Regions from separate parts of the Macaca mulatta genome. Here region 2 is linked to region 1. The links are chromatin contacts, called in public Hi-C maps. All regions are on one chromosome and are shown on one strand. The core of a region is the stretch at or near the end of the contact, and the rest is flanking DNA. Distances in the headings are between cores, read along the strand shown.

Evidence for each region. Hi-C and Micro-C count contacts between places; a contact is called where the count stands out from the background.
Region 2: a contact with region 1 is called in a Hi-C map of fetal cortical plate, with 3 times the contacts expected there. The contact joins the promoter of LOC144334715 here to the enhancer-like site in region 1. A contact is called at or near these places in 2 of 14 Hi-C or Micro-C datasets (fetal cortex germinal zone and fetal cortical plate).

What each region holds. Positions count from the first base shown.
Region 1 is chr15:97,224,347-97,232,263 of T2T-MMU8v2.0, forward strand. No RefSeq gene overlaps it. Among named protein-coding and RNA genes, the nearest start is that of SMARCA2, 270 kb to the right of the region's middle. Within about 2 kb of position 3,230, at least 34 of the 40 cell types and tissues checked have an H3K27ac peak or open chromatin away from gene starts, as enhancers often do. A contact at or near this core is called in fetal cortex germinal zone and fetal cortical plate, where this site is marked.
Region 2 is chr15:97,449,447-97,457,363 of T2T-MMU8v2.0, forward strand. LOC144334715 reads left to right here and starts at 4,359. Exons shown (of 3, transcript XM_077966154.1): 1 at 4,359-4,709; 2 at 6,723-6,857. The coding sequence starts at 4,359. The coding sequence ends at 6,755. The region is part of intron 3 of SMARCA2 (SWI/SNF related, matrix associated, actin dependent regulator of chromatin, subfamily a, member 2); the gene reads right to left.

The sequences.
Region 1 (7,917 bases), core at 1,980-4,479:
CTGTATAATTACTATTTTTTTCACTTGCAACCAAAAGGCAATCAATGGGGAGACACTTTAAGAACATGTAAATTGCTCATTCATCACCAAAATTTTATCTAGATTGAACATCGGGTGACTCTTGCCACAAACAATCTTAAATACACAATGGTGGTAAAATAATTTTTTTCCCCAACTCCAGCTCTCCTGCCACATCTACCAGTTGACACTAGGTATTTGTATTAGCCTGCTCAGGCTGCCATAACAAAATGCCACATACTGGGTGGCTTCAGCATCAGACATTTATTTCTCACAGTTCAGAGGCTGGACATCCAAGATCAAGGTGCCAGCCCAGTAGGTTTTTCTTGAACCTCTCTCTTTAGTTTGTAAATGACATCTTTCTTGCTGTGCCCTCACTGGTCTTTCTCTGTGTACATGCCCCAGGTGTCTCTTCCTCTTCCTTTGAGGATACTAGTTTTATTGGATGTGGGCCCCACCCTATTGACCCCATTTAACCCTACTTACCTCCTTAAAGGCCCTATCTCCAAATACAGTCACATTAGGGGTTATAGATTTAACATATGCATTTTAGGAGGACACGATTCTGTTTATAACAGTATTCTACTGTAAAAAGAGCCATCCTTCTCATACATTTACTTATTTATTTCTATGCTTATGAGTATATAGAATGGATTCTATATACTTTTCTTTTTCAATGGTTTATAATTTGTTACTACCAATAATTATTTTGGTGTTCAAACTGTCCCAGACATGGGCAGGGGAAGCCGCTCCAGCCTGGTTCCTCTGTCCTCATGATATGCCCCTAGTATGTTTTGTACAATTCCTTACATCCTGGAATAACAAGATATTTCAGGCTCTCACTAAATAGAGGAGGTGGTTGCACAACCCTGGGAATGTACTAAATGCCACGAGATTATACACTTTAACATGATTGATTTTGTTATGTGAGTTTCACCTCGATTAAAAAAAAAGTTCCAGGCTTATCTTGCATATTTCCTGCCTCTGCCCTGGAAACATTTTTTCTCTAAGGATCCCTTGTTCCTCTTAGTTAGAATACTACATTCAAAAGCAAGGTGTGACTGTTAGGTATGGCTGCTACCAAGATTTCTGCTTCAGTGGGCAAAGCCAGGAGATTATCTATCTATCTATCTATCTATCTATCTATCTATCTATCTATCTATCTATCTATAGATATATAGATATATATAGATAGATCTATCTATCTATAGATATATAGATATAGATAGATAGATAGATCACATTAATGCATACACTTGCATATATACACATTTCAGAAATTATGAGTCCACAGCAATACCTCCAATTGCAATCCATTCTTCTTACATCCAGGTCTTCTCTTTCTATATTTGTAACTTTCTTCTCCACAGTGAGAACCCTGGCTATCAACATCAATGTATTTACTGATTTGCTCAATACTATGAAATACCTAAAATCATTTCAGAATCCTTCTGTGTCTATGCTGCTACAAAAACAAACCCAGTAAAAAGAGTTTAGTGTTTCTTTAAGTCCTCCCCAACTCCCACGCTACCTAAGTCTAATGGAATATGGTCTAACGTGTATTCATAAACTACTTAGATTTCTTTTTCCCCCCTTTCAGTGTGGTTATTCATTTGAAATACAATTGGGTTTATTTTTTTCAGTTTGGTTTTTAGTTTTTTCTCCTTTCCCATCCTTGTCGGTTTAATCTTTTAAATAAATAGAACATTAATAAACTTCCCCAAATTAAAAATAATACGAAGAGCTATACCATAGAAGTGTTTCTCCCTCTCATATTCCTTCCACCCTGTTTCCCACCTTCTTGTTAGGTGACCTGCTTCATCTCACTTCATTCTTTACTGGTTTATTCCTCCTATATTTCTCTTTTTTTGAAAGATATGCAGGTACATGTATTTCTCCCATTTTTCCTTTTCATCACAAAGGTTAGCACAGTATATATCTACTCTTTTGCAGTTAGTCAGGAAGAAACACTTTCCATGAGCTTTGGAGACGAGCAGCCTTCTCCACAGTATCTTAGGTTCATTCAGCAACACCTGAGTCTCCACGGAGAGCCAAAGCTGATCAGTGAGTCCCAAGCCTACAGTGAGCTGGCTTCATAGTATAGACCTTTCTCAGGAATGCTTCATGCCTTGCCCAGCCAAAAGGCAGCGCTCTACACTGCACTCTTTTCTGTGCCGTGTTGACACCCTGTGGTTTCAATGTGCAGACCCTTGTCTGTCACTGCCTTAGATGACTGTTGTAGACCCTAACCTTTTCGGAGTACAGACATATTATCTAAATTCTCCTTGTTGTCTGGTTCTGCCTTCCCTCACAAAATCAATCCTCCAGGAACAAAGCTTCCTCCTATACTATTTCATGATGCTCAACTCCTTCCCCTCCCCTCCATCTCTCACCTTACCTCAGCAACTATCTCTTCTCTCTCTCTTTCTCATGCTCATGCGCATGCAAACACACACGTGTTTTCTTGAAAGGCTTAAATTTTCCAAAACAGTGGGTGGGGGGGGGGCTCCCAAGGAAAAGGGGTGAAAGTTTTAAAAATAGGTGCTTGCTGGGTAATTTGCCATTAAACATCAGGGCACCATTCTAGTAGCGGGATGGCTCTTAAACCCTTCACTTCCGCTCGCCAGGGTCCTGCCCTCAGCCCTTCAGGGAGGGCTGCCTCCCGACATCAGCAGCTGGGGAGGTGCGGGCGGGGGCAGGGTGCCAGCCAAGCTAAGTGGAGGTCCCAGGAGGCTGGACATAATAACCACAGTGACTGTGGTTGCTCCGCCCCGTCCTCTGGCAACAGCCAGAGCCTTCCCGGGTTTTGCCTTCCCCCGTCCCCGCCCTTCAAAGCTTGGTAAGGTCCACCTGTGGCTGTCCTACAACAAAACCACTTCCAGGAAAAGGAAGGGGTACGTGACAGCCCGAAGAAGTCAGGCTACAAACCGGATGACAACCGTAAGGAAGAAAGAAAAGAGCAAGCCACGGGGGTCCTCATAGGGTTAACACAGCCTGGCGTAAACAAAGGATGAGGATGAGGGCGAGGCAAAATGAGAAATCGGGTGCAAGGAGTAGGGAAAAAAACCTTCCACCCTTCCTTTTTGCATCCAGAGGTACATTTTCATTCCAGAATAAACCCAGCCACAAATGAGGGTAGCTAGGAGCATGTCCCTACTTAAGCAGCTGAAAGGATGAAAGACCCTCCCAATGTCTTTGATACAGGCTGCATATTCGAACACATTTTGAAACGTGCATCTGTGCTGTGTTGGGCCTGGGAACGCCGGCGGCTAGGGGCTGGCTGTGGGCGGGTGAGAAGGAAAACGTTGCCTGGCGTTACCTGCGTCTGGAATGGGTTCCCGGAGCAGTGCTAGGCAAAACCCGGAGTGGATCTTCGGAAGTAAAGCGGGCGCTGCTCCCGGGCTCAGCACCCGGTCTCTTAGGCGCCGAAAGGTCCACCGTTTGCGCACACCACCCCTGAGGGCTAGCTAGCGGTGGGAACCTGGAAGGGGCCGAACATGCTGTTCAGAATAATTTAGGAGGGAGAATATTATTCCTGCTTGGTAGTGTGAAATCACTTATTTATGGCTTCCATTCAGTCTCCGGTTTGCAGATAATCCCCCTTTCTAAGCGGTGAAACTCATGAATGTTGATCTTGCAAATCAAGCTGACACTAGCAGCTTTTGTCCACCGGGACATACATCAAGGCCTGCCTTCTCCCCAGCACGTTTCCCCCCTCCTCGCCATGCGCATCCCAGGCTCCCGGATTCATGAAAGGCGCGCTCCGCCCCAAAGCGACCTGGGGGTCTCTAGCAACAATCCAGGGGCTTGTCTGCCAAGCGCTAGGGCCCCACTTGGAGCGTCCTGTTCAGAGCCTCCAAGACAGGCCCTCAAGACAAATGGCCCCGACAGGAGGAGGTCACCCGATGAAGGGCTGCGGGAGCTCTAGACCCTTGCCCAGAGGCCTAGGCGTTCGTCCTTAAACACGCAAGCCGAGCCAAGCCCGGACAAAACCCGGTCTCCGAGGAAGGAAGCAACGAAACAATCGCACTTATGTAAAGGGAGGATCGAGGAGAGAGAGAAGGCAAAGCCAGCCAGCATGCAAGGATCTGAAATAATGAGATCAGATGGGGGATGGCGGATGTTAGCTACACCCACAGAAGCCATCAATAGAAGAGGCTTTGCTAAAAGTCAAGCCGATCTCTGGTTTTTAGAGTGGCTAGGTGGTAACTCTGGATCCTGCTGTAATAAGATGCTTTTTAATTAATGCTAATGAGCTAATGTTTATTAACTGCTCAAAGCTCCAGAGGAATAGATGTGAACTGCGCACCAAATATGTCTTTGAGTGTTGTGTGATGAACGTGATTGCTGAACGAAATAAGAGTAGTCACAGGCACCCTCATTCTTAGGGATCCAGGCTCATGAATAAAGATATTCATGTGGCCAGGTGCAGTGGCTCACGCCTGTTATTCTCTACTAAAAATACAAAAATTAGCCGGTCGTGGTGGCACATGCCTGTAGTCCCAGCTACTTGGGAGGCTGAAACAGGAGAATCGCTTGAACCAGGAAGGTGGAGGTTGCAGTGAGCTGAGATCGTGCCACTGCACTCCAGCCTGGGTGACAGAGCAAGAATCTGTCTCAAAAAAAAAAAAAAAAGATAATCATGCTTAATTTAAATTGAATTATGTGGCTGTTTCCAAATTGGTCTCTGTAGCAGAGGCCACTCATTGTGCTTCAGAAAGGTACTGTTTACCTGTGTGTTTCCCGTCTTTCTGCTGAAAAGCATTTCAAAGCTGAGGTTGAGCTGCGGGAAGGATACGTTTCCACACACAAGTCTGTACTTTCAAAAATTATCTTGGTACAGGATAAGTAACCAAGAGAGTCAGGATTCCTGCTGGCCTGGCAATATTGCCTTCTTCCCACCACCCCACCCACCTCCCCAATTTACAAATGAAGCTAGGAAGAAGTTGAAGACCTGTGAATGACAGGCTAGTCCTCTGCCTCCTGGTCCCAGCAAACAGGAGCACTGATTCTTGGCCTTTCTTAATCCACTTTCAGCTCTTTGCTGTGACTCTGACCACGATAAAGTTCACAAGAGAAGAGATCATAAAGGATGGTTGAAGTCTAGTTTTCTGAACAGGAGAGGTGATCAGAGTGACCATTTGGGGTTGGCACACATTTCCCAGACAGGGAATATGGCGAGTTAAGGCACCATGGGAAGAATGTCATCCATATGTCATTGTTCACTCTTTTACATTAGTTATGTACTCCAGTCCTAGAATGCAAAGGTCAACAGAATGCAGCAAGTTAACTGCCGCCCTTCTGTGGGATGAATTCTTCAGGAACAGTCTTGACTTTGTCAGTGATTCTTACCTGCATGCCTTCTTGGATCTTGGTGTTTTCTGTTTGTTGGCTTTGACTGTGTCCGGATTGTAGGTTATTTTCATCCATGCAGGCTTCCTTCCCTCTCACTCCCTGATCTTTGAAGAATGACCCCTCTCTGACTCCACGTGGCTCGGGTAAATCAGGACATGTGACCAACACGGAATATGACCAGGCCAATCCTATCCTGTCTTCCAGGAACTGGGATTTTTAATAGAGAGACCCAGGATATAAGAGGTTGAACAAATTATCCCGTAACTACACCCTAAGGACAGGGTTCCTAAGGGTTGTGAACCCTGGAACCGCCCTGTTGCTGGTACCTTCCAAAACCTATTCTTGAGTATTTCTCTCCATTTTGTGGGCTTCAAAAAACATTTTTTGTTCTTGTTTAACTTCAATTAACATATTAATACACAAGTCATACAGAAAATAGCAAGTTTAGAAAAAAATTATTTTTTTGTGAAATATACATCAGAAAACTTCACTAAAGTGTATTACGAACAACTATAAAGTAAATGTTACATATGTGTTTACTACCTGGGTTGGGAAATGAATGTTATCAGTAGCCTAGGTGCCTTCTCTAACCCACTGCATGCCTCTCCTTAATGATAAAACCAACTTGCTTTTCCCTAACTACTCTGCTGACATTCTTGATCATTATTTCCTTGCTTTACTTTACAGTTTTATCACTGAGGTATGTATCCCTACACATGTGCTTAGTTTCATCTGTTTTAACATTTGTGTGAAAGGAAAGAGGATTTTGTCTTTACTCAACATTACATTTGTGAGAGTCATCCATGTTATTATGTGTAGAAGTAGGTTATCCATGTTATTGCTGTATGATAGTCCACTTGTAAACATATCACAGTTATTTATTCATTCCATACCTGACAAGCATTTGCATTGTTTCCACTGGGACTATTACAAACAGTGCTGCTATAAGCATTTTTGTTTATGTCTCTTGATACATGAAATCACATTTCTCCAGGGGAAATCTCTAGGAGTACAATTGCTGGGGTATAGGGTTATGTACATCTTTACCTTTGCTAGATAATGTCAAACTATTTTTCCAAAGTAGTTGATCCAATCTACAGCCCCACTTGCCCTAACAGAGAGTATGAGAGATTCTGTTATTCAACCTCCTCTCCAAACTTGCTATTTTCATCTTTTTAGCTTTTGCCCATCTAGTGACTTTGTTGTTTTGATGATTACCAGGTAACTGATGAGGTGTGCAGCTTTGCATATTTGTATTGGCCATTTTGTTTCCAAAAATGAATTACTATTTCTCTCTTTCTCTTTCTCTCTCTCTCTCTCTCTCACACACACACACACACACAAACACACATACGCATGTGTATATTAACAGTTTACCTTAAATTATCAAAATAAATAGATCAAATTTCATGTTTTATTCAACCACCAAATTCAAGGAAAATTGTGTTCAAATTTTCTTACAAAATGCATTTGTTGTTTAGTCTATATTTACCTCAGCGGGTATCATTTCTTAAAACTTTGGGTGCTAATTAGGAACTCTTACTCTTGAAACTATTTCATTTGACTTTCCACTTGAAGATCTGCCTAACTTCACTAAAACTTGACATTAATCTCTGCTCTTAGAAAATAACTATTTCCTTCATGGCTATTGAGTGATATACATCTTAACCGTAGATGCTAGCATAAAGGTGAACAAATATCCTTCAAAAAGGGCCTGTCATGAAATGAAAACTTTTGTGGTTTCTTGTTTTTTGTTTTTGCCTGGTAGATTTGTCTGTTCATGTCTAATGAACATATAATGAAAACAGAATATCAGCCAGCCCTACCCACGTGTGACCAAACACACCTTTGTACCACTATATTTGGGCATTTAGCAAACTTCTTACTCTCTGCTCACTCGCCACCAATTTTTGTTCTGTGTTTTCCTCCTTGATCAATAGAAGAATAATGAGGAAATGTCAGGCATAATGACACTTAATGAGAACCTTCTAAGTGCTAAAACATTAGGATATGGTTTTGGATTCTGTTCTAGCCCAGGGGACCATCTAGAACAGGAATGGCAAATTGGTTTCATTTCACATGTCAATTCCAATTTGCAATGATGTATGGAAAAATATTCCAAAGTCACACCTGGGTTTAGGAAAGACTGTCATGACAGTTCAGTCACATCTGCTGCGGTGTGGGTGAATAGTTCTGTCATCTGCAATCTAGAGTGGTGGTTCTCAAATTTGGCTGTCCCAAAGGGGACTCATCTGGGGCGCTTTTACATATACCAAGTCCAGGCACCACCCAAACCAACTACATCAGAAACTCTGGGAGTGGCCCAGTTATCCATATTTTTTCAAAACCCTCAAGGTGATTCCAATGAGTAGGCCAGATTTGAGATGCATAGGTGTTAGGGCAGTGTTACTTAAACCCGTTTTCATTATTGCTACACCCTCATCACCACAGCCTTTCCAGGATCCTTTTAAGATATATTTTTTCCCAATTGCCACCCCATGAAATTTTAATACCACAGATATACTGTGTATGTATTTATGTGCT
Region 2 (7,917 bases), core at 3,109-5,608, 230 kb after region 1:
ATAATAATGTATTACAAACCCAGAAATCCAAAAGGACATTATGTCAGAGTTTCAGGCCAAAATCTTGTATTCCATATCTAAAGCATCATTCCAAATGTGTAAATTAATGAGGTGGTTGTATCAAACATTCAAAAGACCAGCTATTTTGTTCCTGAATTTCACTGACTCTAGTCTATGTTTTTCTGAGGTATAATTATTCAAGCATCTTTAACGATATCTTTACAACTTTCACTACTTAAAAGCTCTCTCTCTCACATATCCTACACTTTCAAGAAAAAGTGCTATATTAACATGGGTAATAATAAAGTCATAATAAACAGTAAGAAAGCTGCAGTTGTACAAATCCAGGTTGCAAGATCCCATTTAACTTAATTATAAATATCTTATGTAAATAAATATGCTCTCTTTCATAATGACTCTGGCAGAACATAGTTTTAGACTCCTATACTCCCTTGTAAGTATAAAGTCGTAAGATTCTATATAGAAAAAATAATCACTCCAGGCCTTCCTAAATATGCTATCAAATAAATTACCACCATGTGTATTTTCTACTCACAACTACTTAGGGAATGACCCATGACTTTATTAACCGGCTAAAGGTCAGAGTCCCCTAATAAGAACTCTTCCAAAAGTGACAGAAAATTCACATCCTCTATTGGCCAAAAACATCTCCAAAACACAACATTTAAGGGGAAAAAAACAATTTAGAAGATAACTCTTTTACATTAAAAAGGAGAAATCAGAAATAGCCCCCAAATGTTGTTTTCATACTACGGAAATGTTCTCATCTGCTCACAAGAAATACAGCAGAAGAGAAATGTAACTCATATAGTTTTCTAAGGTCACTCATGTTAACCAAAGAATTTGTCCCTATTGTCCCTTAAAATCGTCTTGACCAGAAACAATAAGAATCAAATCTTAAAGTGGTTAAATCAGGTCCTACCAACACTCCTTCCACTTGCAAATGCTGGGAAATAGTCCTTAGTATTACATTTGTGACAATTCGGTTGCCCTCATGGCAGCATGTCAAGATGTCATAAATAGTGATTTATTATTTCTCTGGGGTATCAAAAAGCTGCTGACCTAAGAGAGTTTGACAAAGGCCTTGTTTACAAAGGAAGACTTCTAAAGGAGAAAAAAAAAAAAACAAGAAAACACTGGAGGACAGCACCACTTTTATAATTTATAAAAGTCTTCTTTTTTTATGCTCTTGCTGTAATGCATAATAATAAATGTCAAAATATTACAGTAATAGAAGAAGCATCACAATTGACTTTTAGAAAAGGATGTGATATGCTTTTATACTGGCCTGTAGAATGATTTATCTTAAACTTAATCAAAGAAAAAAATTTTAAATACTTATCTGCAAAAGTGTTACTTTCTAGTTATACCATGTCAGGAATACTTTAAACAGAATTCAAGCATTAACAATATAATACAAGCCGAGGCACTTCTTCTTTTTTTTTTTTTTTTTTTTTTTAATCAATTCTAAGCCTCAGGTGTTGGTCAAAGCACTTTTCAAGAAACTTGACGAGAAATGCTCAAAAACCACTTTACAAACGAACAAAAGAAAAGATCTAAGGCTGCTTTGAACATGCTCTTGTGGTGAATATTTTCTGTGAAACACCACAGTGCAGCTAGTCCTGATGCTGGGCTGTAACTGATATAAGTCATAAGAGAAAGGCTGCATTGAAGGAAGCCGTCCCTCCCCACACCCTCTTCAAGGGTTCTGATACCCCACATTCCTCATTCATTTTAAATGTTCTTTACAAAAATGGCATCTCTCTGATGCCCCCAAGGTAGATGGACCTCTGATCTACTGGGTTGTTTTTATTTTATTTTTTCCCCTCAGTCTACCGCAATAAGTATCTTTTGGACCTAACAGGTGTCTCTAAATCCCCTCTTTACAATAGCAAACATTTGCATTGTAAAGAAACATTTGAGGAAAAAAAGAAAGCAAGGCCAGGAGAATAAAAGAGCAATTAGATTCCTAAAAGAAAAAGTGTGTCTCATTTTGCATAACAATGCAGCAACTAGGATTCAGATCTGCCACGCCTCTTAACACTTCACCAATGTGCTAGAGGTAGCCTGGAAGCCTAAAATGCCAATGCTGGCCAATAAGCTTCTGGTAGTGGCCCCCCAGATAGCAGATGGAGAATATTACTGAAAATATTTGAAGGTTAATATGTAAGTATACACATACATAACATTGGGTATGGCTTTTTAAATTATTATTAGGGTTCTCAATGGTTTCTGAGTCTTTGGTGGTTAGATAGAAATTTTCTGCTACTCAACACTCAAGCAACAATCTCATTATTTATGCAAGCATTCTCTCTTCAGACAAGCAAGGCACAGAACCAGGTGTAAATTTTAAGTCTTTTGAAATGGAAGTTTGAAATTTAACTCGCTATTGGTAAGGCAGAAATGTTAAAAATAACCACTCGATGCAGTAAACAAACTGTGTATCCTTAATGTCTTCCTTGTGCTCTAAGAGTACACATATAAAGTCATACATGCCTACATGACGACCAGAAAGGAGACAATGATGACACCTCTCCAAAAAATTACTAGCCCAGGTCGCTTTGCTTTTACCAAAGCACCAACCTCCATCAGGTTAGGGAGGAGGAAAAAAAAAAAAGAGACAACCTTGCAAAACTCACCCAAAAGTTATATAAACAAAGAAGGGGAGAAGCCCAGTCTAGGCTTTACACCCATGTGCTACTAAAATTACATAACACCCGGTGCAGACATTGAATAAGGAATGGATTCTGCACAACACCCCCACTCCCTCGGCTCCCAAGCTTTCCTCATTCCCTTAAAAAATCCAAACGCCTGGCAAGAGCTAGTGGACGACTTTGAATATTTATTTTATTGCTGGAGTAAATCCTGCGAGAGTTGGAGGTACGTTTAGGCCCGAAGTTTGAATGTGCAACAGCCCCGGGGCGCAGCGACTCACACTCTCCGGACCCGGAGGAGAAAGAACTGACAAGCAACAGCAGCCAGCAAGGCCTTCTTCCCCCTCATGGTGCCTCCCGCTGGAAAGTTTTCCACGCAATCGATCCGAGGACAAGGAGCCCATTTCCCCCGCCTGCCTGACTTTGCAGGAAAGGCGAGCCGGGAGACCGGAGGGGGCTGGCAGGGAAAAAACTGGAAAGCTCCGCACACAGCCGGCGGCAGGGCTGCGCAGGCTCCTTACCTGGAGAACGCGGAACAAAAAGGGGCGCTGGGTTCGCGGAGCTTGGGGTGGCGGCGCGGCCGGCGGACAGGAACCGGTCTCCGAGCCGCAGCTCTAGGCCCGCGCCACAGCCCGCGGCCCGGCCCCCGCCGCCGCCGCTTCCTCCCTCGCGCGCGTCATGTCACGGCAATCAAACATGTCTGTGTGCTGTGTGCGCTTCGTTGCTGTGACTTCCTGATTCTCTGCCGCTCGCGCGCGCACACACACACATTCACAACCACATGCACACGCCACCCCCACCAGCCCTCGCCACCAAACCTCGCCTTGTCCTTCCCGGGCTCCAGGGGAGGGTGCGGGCAGGAGCAGCTGCCCGAGCCGCTGCTCCCGACGCACTGGCTCCTGCGCGCACAACACACTCTCACACTCGCACTCACACTCACGAGCAGACACACTCGCGCCGGCCGGGAGGGCGCGGAGGCTCGAGCCGCGGGAGCTCGCCGCCCCCTCCCACCCCTCCACCCTACTTAGCCGCCCTGCCAAACTTTTTTTTTCCTGCCTGATCCACGTCCAACTTCCCTCCACCCCACCCCCCAAGCAGCCCAGCCAGCCCCGCGCTCACCACCATCCGCAGCAAACGGCAACCCGGATAAAAATAATAATGCAATCCAGGCGGCGGAGGCGGAGGCGAGCGATCAGACACTGGCAGGAGGCGATTTCCCCGCGTGTACCGGAAACCGGCCCAAGTGCCCCGGCCAAGGCGCGGGTGTCCCCTGGAGCCCGCACTGCCGCGCCCCGCCCTGCGCGGTGTAACTGCGCCCAGGCTGCGAGGCCTGGTGCGGGGCACTGAGAGCACTGTGCTCCGTGTGAGCCCTGCGACCGGAGGGCGCCGAGGGGCTGGCGCGCCGGACCGGTTATTTAGGGAAGTGCATCGCGACACCTTTGCAGATGGCATGGCCGTGTTTTGCAACGCAAACGGGAGGAGGGAGGACGGCCGGGTGGAGGGGGAGAGCAAAGGAAGGGGTAAACCAGATTGGGATGGGAATAAAGCAAACTCCTGAGCAGGGAGCGAGAAGGAAGGAGTGCGTGTCATCGTTAAGAGGAGGCTCCTACTCGGTCTCCCCGCCTCCCGCCCTCGCCACCCCCCTATTCCCTCCCCACTGCAGCCCTTCCCCTTCCCGGACGAATGACACCGCCGCTGCCCGATGGTGCGCGGGTCCTGTTTGTGACAGTCAGGCAGAGAAGATTATCGGGATCATGGCCTCCCCTGCCCGCAGCCGCCGTGGCTCTCCCGGGTCCCGGCGCGCCCCTAGCACCCGGACGATCGCAGGCGCCCCACGCCCGCAGCTCCCGCGGCGCTAGCAAGGGGAAGACGCGAAGCAAAAGAACACAGACCCAGGGAGAGGAAGGGCAGGGTAACGGAGCCTGGCGAGCACCTCCGTGCCCGACCTCCTTGGGGGCCTCCTCCCTCCCCTCCAGCAGTGCGGCCCGGGCCGGACATCCCGAACTTCAACACCCGAGCCTGCGCTGCCGCCAGGTACAGGGGCAGGGACGTCCGCAGCGCCCGGGGCGCAGCCCCCTGTCAGCCCCTTTGCCTAAAGGCCTGCCTACCAGTCAGCGTCCCCATCCACGCCGGAGGAAACGCGGAAAGTGGAGGTGACACCTCCGATCAGGCACGCACCGGCCCCGCGGCAGTGGCCGCCGCCTCCTCTGCGCGTCAGCTCGGGCTTCTCCCGCTGCGATCCGCTCACGTCTCCGCAGCCGGAGCCCTTTAAACAAGTCCCTGGGAAGCTGGTGGCAGCAGTGTTCGCTGGCGCCCCGCCGCCAGCCTGGGCTCCTCGCCCTCCTTTCCCGTTCCCCTTCCAACTCTTCCGGGGAGGGTACCTCGGGATGAACAGAAGCGTTTCCATCCTCCTCCCCTGTACCCCAGGCCTTCCCCCTCCAGCTGCCACCCCCCTCCCCCCGCCTCGCTTTTAAGGGGATGGGGGGTATTGCAACCTGGCCGAATGTGTGTGTTGCAACCTTGAGTTGGCAGCGCATCTGACTGCCTACTCAGGATCAAGGCTGTGGTTTGTTGGGATTTTTTTCCTCCTTTGCCCCCTTGAAGTAGTAATTATTACTGTTATTATTAGAACAGCAAGGTTCGGTTGAAACTTTCTCGTTTCTTCCACGGCCGCCTGGGAGCTGTCGTTACAGCATTCCACCTGAGGCCCGCGGGGAGGAGGCGGGCTTTTTTTGTTGTGGCGGTTGGCCCGCCTGTTTGTTTTGGTCTCCTTGCATGCACAATAAATAATAATTAGGATAATAATGAATAATCCCGGGCGAAGGCGGCGCGGTGCTGGAGGGGTTTGCGCGGCGGCTGCAGCGGGGCGGCCGAAGGGAGGGGAAAGAGGAGAAAAGAGTTGTAAGTTATATTTACCTTGCTCGCGAGGAGTGTGCTGGCTGAATCTCTTCCCTCTCTGAGTCACCCAGAGTACAGAAACAGAGGGAGAGAAGACTAGATTATGAATATGACTTCATTGATGACAGCCGTCCCCTCCTCTTCCTAAACTCGGGCTCCGCCCAGCGTCCCACCCTCGCCTCCTCCACGGGCGCCGGAAGACGTGCCGCAGTTGGCCCCGCGCGCCGCTCCTCCCTGCCCGCCCGGGCGCGGGTTGGCGGGACGCGCCTGTCACTCGCCCAGCTCAGCGACTCCGGGAGCGCGGGGGGAGGAGGGGGCGGTGTGCAAGAATGTGGATCGAGACAGCTCTACTGTATGCGTGGATCCGTGTGTGCCTGCAAGGCGCCGGCTCTCGGGCGGTGTTTGTGCCTGGAGCAGAGAAACTGCGCAGGATGCAGAAAGCCCCCAGCCCTGCTGGAGTTGGGCGCCCGCTATCCCTTCCCTGGGAGTCCTCTTCTGCGGGCGCTGCGGGGCTCCTCCAGGGAGACTGGGGAAGGGGAGGAGGCGAAGCAAAAAGGGAGGGCAGCCGTAGTAATAGCGCGTAGTAGTTTGGGGGTATGTGGAGAAGGTGCTGGAATTTAACTGTGCCTCCGCCTGCCAGTGCGAGCCTGCAGAGAGAAAGGGAGGGGATGGGGGGGAGGGCTCCGAGTGGCACCAAAGCTGTTTGTGGCACAGTGTTGACTGTGGAAAAAAACGGGCATTGTCGTGCCGGCTGAAACTTTTTCTCCCCCTTCCCCAAGGCTGTCATTATAAATCTGCCCCCTATTCCCCGTAAAAAAAAAAAAAAAAAAAAGAAGAAGGCGGGCACAAAGAACATTCCTGCCAAATCTGTCTCTTCCCTGAAGGACTGCAAGCTTCCAAATGCCAACGAGGGAGAAACAGCTGAGAGGCTGAACGCCTTATAAATAAGTAAACCCACCCTAACCTCTCTCTTTACCTCGTGGACTAGACACAGCACTATAACCTTCCCTCACCTGCCATCTTCGCTAAAATATTTACAAAATTACGGAAAAACAATCCCTGGGGGCGGGGCTGGCGGGTTAGGGGGTGGCTGAAGCATGGAATCTGGTTTTGATTTAAAAAGAGGAATAAATCTCTTATTCTCTGCAGACCGTAGTCTCTTCCCTCTCACCCCGCATTTAAGACCAATTAAGGCTACAAATTGTAATCTGCTGGCAAGTCGCGGTTTTGAGACCTCTTTGCTCCAATTTTCCTTGAAATACAGTACTTTGGCCGGACCAGTAGGTCAGTGTTTGGTGAGACAATTTTATTTTTAGTTTTATGAAGTGTGAAAGAATGTTAGGAGATTTTAAATCAGGGCCCTATTACTTTAGACTCAGATTAATGTAGGTGCTTGACTCTTAAAATTAAAACTGTTCCTATGCAGTAGTGTTATGAAAAGTATGATTTATCCCTTATTTCGTAATGTAATGGCTTAAATTAGTCATTCAAAGTGCACTGTGACTATCTGGTTGAGGATTTTTCCCCCTAGAGTAAAATCCTATTTTAAGACCATTTTACTGTTGCAAAATTGACTCCATTTGAGCAACTGGGTCTGAAATGCAGTTCTAGGATGCTTAAAACTTCAAGCTGGATAAGTTGAAGACAAGAAGTAATGGAAAGAACGCCAAATGCTGCCATGTAGTAATTAAGAAGCAAGAATTGTTTATATCACTAGTCCACTGCTGGCTGAAGGAGAGCCCACCAGGGCACCATTTTCATGATGGCTAGGAGTGTTGGTGATCACCCACCCCATAGCTTTCTAAGGTCTTATTACTTGCTTGTTAACTTTAGCTTCATCATTTTCTGTCTATCTTGAAGTGAACCTCAAGACAACAAAAGATAATAATACCGCTAAGAGAAGTAGAATATAGTGCGCCCTGAAGGATCCATTGTAAGAACTTGCTTTTCTGCCTGAGGATATGCCGGTGTAACTATTAACTGAGAAATATATAGTGAGAAATTTTAAGCAAGATTAGTAGTGTAGTAAAAGTGTAACATAAATACTAACTTCTAACTGCCTAATAAGTCGCAACTAATAATATAGCCGGATGACCTAGCTGTCTCTAATAAAGAGATTTAACCTAATAGCAATGCTTATTACATTGAGAGTATTAGGTTTTAATTTTTTAGGGTCTTAATTTGTTTCCCTGGCATGCCAACCTCACATGCCAATTTTCAGAAATTGATAACTTCACTTTCATTCCCTTGTGAATAAATGCCCTTTATCCCCTTAAGATTCTACCTCCACTTGCCATGCAAATCCTCAAAAAACAAAAACAAAACCCAATCAGTTAGTAAGTCC